2 separate regions of the Lactuca sativa genome follow, and region 2 is linked to region 1. Evidence: chromatin contacts called from public Hi-C data. All regions are on one chromosome and are shown on one strand. Each heading gives the region's core, a stretch centred on a gene start, on an enhancer-like site or on the middle of the called end of the contact. The rest is flanking DNA. Distances are from core to core; before and after follow the strand shown. Region 1 holds the start of LOC111888705. Region 2 holds the start of LOC111912507 (kinesin-like protein KIN-14F).

Region 1 (3,832 bases), core at 747-3,246:
TCGCTTGTTTGTAGTTGCTTCTAATCTTCGCTTTATGGTTTATTTTTGTTCTTTTGTCACAAGAGCCTTAAATTCCATTAGCTAATAACCTTATAATTACGAAAATTTTGTTAGACGTTGGAGAGAAAAAAGTGTTTGTGTCATAATCAAAAACTGGATCCTGTCAGTTGACTTCCCTTAATTTTTATATTGATCATATGTTTGGGTATCATAAAATGTGACACATGACAATCCAAATTTTAAATGATAAATTGAAGAGGTGACACTTTGAGTCTTAGGCACAAGAATGAGAAGAACAAAATTACTTATGTGTATGGTATAAATCAAATCACAAGAGAGCCAAAAACATGGTATTTTGGCCCGAAGAGTTTTTGACACTATAATACATCAATGTTTTGTCAATTTGCACTTTTAGTTACTAACTATTTTTTTGTGCGCAATTGATCCTTAATGTGATGTTGTGGCGTGTGCTTTTAAACATGATGCCCACTAGACTGAACTTGATTGATCGTCATATTGGTATTCCTTCTACTCTGTACCTCTTGCGAAAATGCTTTAGAAGATGTGAATCATGTGTTCTTCTTTGTGGTGTGGTTGATCAAGTTTGGTCTTTGATCTCTAAGTGAGTGGATATTCCGTTTCCTTCTTTGATTACTATCGTTGAGTTGATGACATGGGTGGACATGGTTTTGTTGCCTAAGAAGAAAAGGAAAGCTTTGGAGGTCATTATTCTTACTATTGTAAGGATGTTGTAACGTTTTTAAGAACAATGTAGTCTTTATAAAAGTCGAAGTTTCCTAGAAATGTTATTTTGGGGAGAATTATTCACCAGTCGTTTGAGTGGTATACATCTAGGATTAAAAAACGCTCTGTAATTTGGACTTTGTGGTTACAAAACCCAATGATCCCCATTCCTTTGTAATTTATTTTTCTAGCCCCCTACTAGTTGGTTTTTCTTAAACTTTTATTGTCAAAACAAATAACCAGCATAAGGGGCTCTACCCTTAACTCCTAAAGAAGCATTACCCTGGGATCAAATTAGCTTATATAAAGGGAAATTTTAGAAAGAGCCATTATCTTTTTAATATTTTATCTGAAAATTCATTACTTTACAAGTGACACTAATAACAATAAATATCAAAGTGGTTGAAAATATCAAATTCATTTAATTCAACAAATTAGATATCACTTGTCAAGGATCAGAAGAGCTATGATACCATTTTGATGGAAATTTAATAAACAAGTTAAGTTCTGATACCATTTTGTTGGAAATTTAACAAATAAGTTAAGTACTTCAGACAAAATAATAAAAGAACTTTGGTAAAACTTTTGAAAACTAAAATAAAAAAAATTGTCAAAGTGATCTACGTCTATGGACAAGAGAGAGAGAGAGAGAGAGAGAGAGAGATGATTTTATTAAACTTCCAAAACAAATTATAGTCACTTACAATAGTTACGTTGAACTCTCAAACAAAAGAAAATCTCTTAAGTATTACTGGTATAACAATTATCGTAGTATGAATGAATTGTAATTATAAATTAAAAAAGAAATTAAAATGTTTTTTTTTAACCCTTCGCACATGATCTTTAATTAATCACTCTAGATTGTATTTCCAAAATAAACTTCAATATACTACTTTAATTTTAATATAGAGCTCAAGACTGTAACTACTATTGATTAGTTTTATATAAACAAATATCTTTCCAAAGTTTTCCTCGACAATCCACACATAAACTAATGATTGAGTATCTTACAGAACCGAGATAACCATCTTCATTTGGTTTTGAAATCTTTTTGTAACGCGCAAAATGAAAACATTTGATTCGTTTGGATATGATTTTCTTGTTTAAATAATCGATTTACGAGAATGTATTTTTAATGATAAAAGATTTTAGTAAAAACAAGATTAAGATTGAAGTAACAAACACAAACCGAAACACACAACCCATTAAGCTTTCAAGTTGATTGGGCTTTAAAAGAGCCCATTATATAGACATAAGTAATAACCTAATACCAGAAACCCTCAAAGAATTCGTCTGTTTTCAACTCCCAAAACCCTCAACCTTTTCACAGCTGCTGAGCCCCCTGCCGCATAATTATCTAATTCTCGCCGATCGCATTAAATCCCGTAAGTATTTCTGGTTCGCTCGTTATATATTTGATTGTATGAATCTACCAGAAACCATAAGTCCGATTCCAAGTATGTGTTATGTTATCAGTCGATTTTATATGAAACATAAACGTGTATGCTCATGAGTTTTTAGAGTTTGGAATGAAAATTGATAGTTTGTTTACTTGTATCTGGTGTCTGGTATTGGTTTATAGGTACAGGATGCAAACGGACAAAGGAACAAGTTCCATGGAAGTAGAAGAAAGGGAGAGTAAGGTTGTAGCAAAGCCCAAGTTTAAGGCTTTGACAGCTCATGAGATATCGGATGGGCAAGTTCAGTTCCGGAAAATATCTGTTCCAAAACACAGGTATACCCCACTGAAGAAAGCATGGATGGACATATACAGTCCAGTTTATGAGCAGATGAAGGTTGACATCCGAATGAATGTGAAGACACGAAATGTTGAATTGATGACGAGGCGTGACACCCCAGATGTTAGTAACCTTCAAAAGTGTGCAGACTTTGTGCATGCTTTCATGCTTGGTTTTGATGTGATAGATGCAGTTGCATTGCTGCGAATGGATGAGCTTTATGTTGATTCCTTTGAGATTAAAGATGTTAAGACCCTTAAAGGAGAGCATCTGTCTCGTGCCATTGGAAGGCTTTCTGGTAAAGGAGGTAAAACCAAATTTGCAATTGAGAATTCAACAAAGACTCGGATTGTTATTGCAGACACAAAGATTCACATATTGGGATCCTTTGCCAACATCAAAGTTGCTAGAGACTCTTTGTGCAGCCTTATCTTAGGATCCCCTGCAGGGAAAGTATATTCAAAACTTAGAGCTGTTACTGCAAGATTAGCTGAGAGGTTTTGATTTCCAATCGATCTATCTTTTTGATACATGTATAACAAGACAGGATCATGCATCCTTTCAGTTTTCGGTGGTTTCTAAGGAAATTTAAATTGTCATCAATATATTGAATTCCCTATTTTTTTTATTAGCTTTATCTTTATGGTTATAATTTATCTTATCATATGGAAATTGTTGAAATCTCTTGTTCTTTTGCACCTGCTATAAAACCTGTAGCTGCATGCTTTGTGCTGTACCATATTCACACATATTAGAATTCCAGATATATGCCATGTCTTGCTTTCAATGCGTCTTAATAATTGGTTGTAATTTGATAACAAAAATAGCAAATATCAAAGATAAATTGTGATTTTCAGTTGGATTGGGATAACAATATCCATCATCCAATCATCGGTTATGTCCAAAAACGTTGGATGTCAACTGATTTGACTAGTAACCTCAGCTTGGACACTGTTTCATCTTATATATATATATATATATATATATATATATATATATATATATATATATATATATATATATATATATATATATATATATATATATATATATATATATATTATGTTTGTTGAAAATAATGTTTGGTTTAGTAATCATAGCAAGAAAAATAACAAAAGCAATGACTTTAACCATGCAAGTTGGAAAAATAATACTCTATCAACTGATCAGCCCCCCAAAAGATATCCGGCTGCTTGTTCTTCATTGCCATCAAAAAACTTCAAAGCTTGTATAACAGCCTCCCTTCTAAACCCTAACCAGCTTCTCAATTTTGGCTTCAAGGTAGGTTATTATTTTAGGACAAACTAAAAATGAAACATGTATTATTATTATGGGACGGAGGGAATATA
Region 2 (3,832 bases), core at 758-3,257, 800 kb before region 1:
TTCAACATCACAACTTTTCTTCCCCTTCTTATTATCCCGATCTGATCAAGATTAGGTCAACTCCAAAAGAAAGACTCCCCGTTCTCTCCCTTTTCTTTCCTTATTTCTATTTAGTCGGACACCAAATTCGAGATCCATCTGTAAATTTTTTCTCTTCGGAAAATCATATCTAACACCCGTTGCTTAATGTTCATACTTTGGAGGCATCTGGTTTTTTCTTTCTAAACTCACCAAAACCAAAATCTATGTAATCTAATGTTGCGGTTATGTGTTGTTTATTTGTGGAGATTTGTTTTGATTCTTGTGTGGATTTACAAATCTTGAAAATCCAAATTAGTTTGCTCCTGAGTATAAATCTGGGTTCTTTTGAGAGAGAGAGAGAGAGAGAGAGAGAGAGGGGAGGGAGGGAGAGAGATGTATTTTTATTTTAATAAAAATATTTGAATAAAAAAAACTGAAAAAGTAAAAAAGAAAGGGCAAAATGGTCATTATTAAAATTTTTAAAGTAAAATGGATCAAAATGACAAGAAAATGAAAACCTTTGGACCATGAATGCTAGTCCAAACTTATTTGGCCCAAAGTGGTAATTTTGACCTAACCATAGGGACCATTCTTGCAATTTTGTCTTTAGTTTACTAGCGTAATGTAATGTAATGATTCACTTGTGTGTTTGTTTAATATTTAGAATCGGCACCGGTTGTAACGGCTGTTTTGCTGGAACAAAAATAAAAATTAGTGACTTTATTAAAGCAAACCAAACCAAAAACTAATTTTCATTATGAAAAATTGGTCCTGCCAATCAACTCACCTCACCTAATCAAGTGTGCTTTGTTACTTTAATACAAGGCGTGTTTCGTGATGGGCCCATCATGGGCCCACTTCTGTGAATGTGGGCTTTGGATACTGTGAGGTCATAATGAGAAGAGAACCCATTTTCGAGTGCCATTTTGGTTAACCCATTTTATTGATTTTAATACTATATAAAGCCAGGTTATTACATAAGTTCTTAATCAACAAATGTTTAACGGGATAGATATAATTTACATTTAATTTCCCTTCCTAAAAAGAGAATATGAATTTACATATTTACGCTATTAACAGTCTCAATTAATATTTCTATTGTCCTTAATATATACATTTAATTTAGGATTTGTGTAGTATTTTATACTAATGCATATTATATATGTATATGTCCGTCCTAATTTTATAGGATTTGTTATGCCAACAAGAAGTACAAGGACGATATTAGCTGATGTATCATTCGATCTTAAAAAAAATATGTTTTTCTTTCTTTCTTGTAATCATCGATTGAAAAAATAAAATTGAATAAACAAAGCAAAAGGATTTTGTCGGGCCTTTCTGTGCATAGTTCTGAGAATTGAGATTTGGAGTATGGAGTAGTAAAGAAAGCGTACCTGCTGCTTCGGCTTTTCTCTGCGCTAATTCACGATCATCAATGAACTCTTCGGTGGCGCCATTTGCGAGACCTTTGAGTCCTCTGGAGTTCTTGCTAGGTGTGTTCAATAACATTGGATTCGGGCTAATTTCTTGCGGCATTATATTATATTATATGTAACTTCGAATTGTCTGGAACTGGATGGAGTAGTACGTAGGTAAGAAACTATATCAGATCATCATAAATTTTGACAGAAAGAAGCATTACTTACGAAGAAAACAGGAAGAAGTCCGATCAGGGTTTGAAATTAGTAGTAGACGCTTCGGTATGATATGATTAATGTTGATTTAGCGATCCAATCTAAAAAGTAAAAGTAGAAAGAGAAAGAATTGGGAGGTGAAACGAAATGAAGGAGGTACTACTCGTGATCAGAATTGATGAGGCGTAGGTATGCATTCAAATTCAGAAGAGATGGTGTCTGTTTGTGTTTCATTCCAGGGTGATTGGTGGGTGAAACACAAAAATGAAACGTCCGTTGATATTTGATGTACTTTTCTACTTTGTAGACGAGGTAAAGCTAACGCCAATTCTCGTAATGGGAAGAAAATAAGTATTGGTTACTTGCCACCCAAATATGGGTATAATCATTGTCCCTTTCCTCTATTTAAATTGTGTTTATATTAAATATTAATTAATAAAATATTCATCTAAGCGGAAGATTGTGTTAGACGACGGGCTTAAAATTATTCAAGACCAATATTTTTAAGATGTATACTAATCTTTTAAATTAATTTATTTTAATAATTGAATCATTATTATAATAATATACTAAAAATTGAATTGCAGGCCAATGTAACTTGGACATGCTTGACGGACACGTGCCACAAGAAACTACAGTCAATGCATCATATTGCTCATTGCCACAAAACGTTTATGTTTATAACACAAGTGTCAGTGTAAAAAAAATTGGTTATTATTTTCTATAAAGTTATAAGTATGTCTAGTTAAAGTTTTTTATTCATATACAACATTTATTCTTAAAGTTTAACAAAACGATTATTGATTATCAACTCGTTTTATAACTTAATTTGATCAAAAGCCTCTTGTATTAATAGCAAAAAAAGGAAGTAAACGTTCGAGTAGATTTGAAGATACAAACGAACCAAAAGTCTTGTGGCTTGAAGGTTGATATAATTTTATTTATTCTTTATTCAAAACAAAATTTAAAGTAAGGTTGGATCCCTCCCTTACCAGGGACTACTTCACTTTCAAATGATTTAGGAGGCAAAACCTTTAAATGTCTTTTACAACGTTTCTGCCCCCCAGTTCCGTTGAAAGGGCCGCCATCTCTTCCAATACTATTTGCTTTTTCACTTGTCACCATAAAAATAAACTATTATTATTATTTAAATGTTTGACGGGTTATAATCATAGAATTTATAAAATGGGACGGTCTCGGCCTCTCGGCTGGTAGGATAAGATCGGTGAGAATGGATCTCCGGTGCCACCTAAGCTGGAACACCGCCCCCACTGCGGTTTGGGTGCGGTTAAGGCCGCACTACGACAGACGGGAACACTTTTTAGGTAATTGTGATTGAATAGCTTTATTACACTTTGGAACACAACTAATGAAAATTTTTATTTATTAAAAAAAATAGAAATCTTCAGAAAAGTCTCAATATTTACAAAAAAGTTACACATTAGTCCTATTTTTTTTTTTTGAACGAAAAAGTCCCGAAAACCGGCAAAAATTTGCAGTTTGACCCTTTTTGACCGGTTGAAACCGGTACCAAATTAATTTGGGACTATTTCGTAAACTAATCCAAAATATTAGGAATTTTTTTGTAAATAAAAAATATTATGACTTTTCTGTAAAATATTAGGTATTTTCTATAAACAAAACCCTTATTATTATTATTATTATTATTATTATTATTATTATTATTATTATTATTAAAAATATAAATAAGAATGTTTTTTTTGAACTTGTTATTATTAATATTGTTACTAATACATATAAATGCATTTAAATGAAAAAAAAAAATATTAATGACATTGTTTAAGGATGGAGGTGGAGGAGATGTTGATGCTTTTAGCATTAAAATTATAAATGTTTGCTTGTATATTTTTACTTTGTATATGGTCATTTCACATTTGTTGTTATTGTTTTCAATTCAGAATAATAATACTTAACAATTTAAAAGAAGTTGCATATTTGTAAAATTGTTTACAAATAGTTTAACCTAGAAGGATTTCTCACTTTGTATATAAAAATGTTTAAGGTAGAAGGATTATTTTCCAAATCCAACAGATCCACTACAAACATCTACATAGGTAGCTCATATCAAAATTCAAAAATATTAATTACAATATCTTGTTTAATAAAAAGTAATAGGACATGTTTTTTTGGATTAATACTTTTGAATTATTTCTATT

What was found. Hi-C and Micro-C count contacts between places; a contact is called where the count stands out from the background.
Region 2: a Hi-C map of leaf shows a contact between it and region 1, with 8 times the contacts expected there. The contact joins the promoter of LOC111912507 here to the promoter of LOC111888705 in region 1. A contact is called at or near these places in 2 of 4 Hi-C or Micro-C datasets (leaf and seed).

What each region holds. Positions count from the first base shown.
Region 1 is chr5:1,596,827-1,600,658 of Lsat_Salinas_v11, reverse strand. It overlaps LOC111888705, which reads left to right and starts at 1,996. Exons shown (of 2, transcript XM_023884831.3): 1 at 1,996-2,129; 2 at 2,327-3,086. The coding sequence starts at 2,334. The coding sequence ends at 2,987.
Region 2 is chr5:2,396,446-2,400,277 of Lsat_Salinas_v11, reverse strand. It overlaps LOC111912507 (kinesin-like protein KIN-14F), which reads right to left and starts at 2,007. Exons shown (of 17, transcript XM_023908235.3): 1 at 1,668-2,007; 2 at 1,416-1,593. The coding sequence starts at 1,557.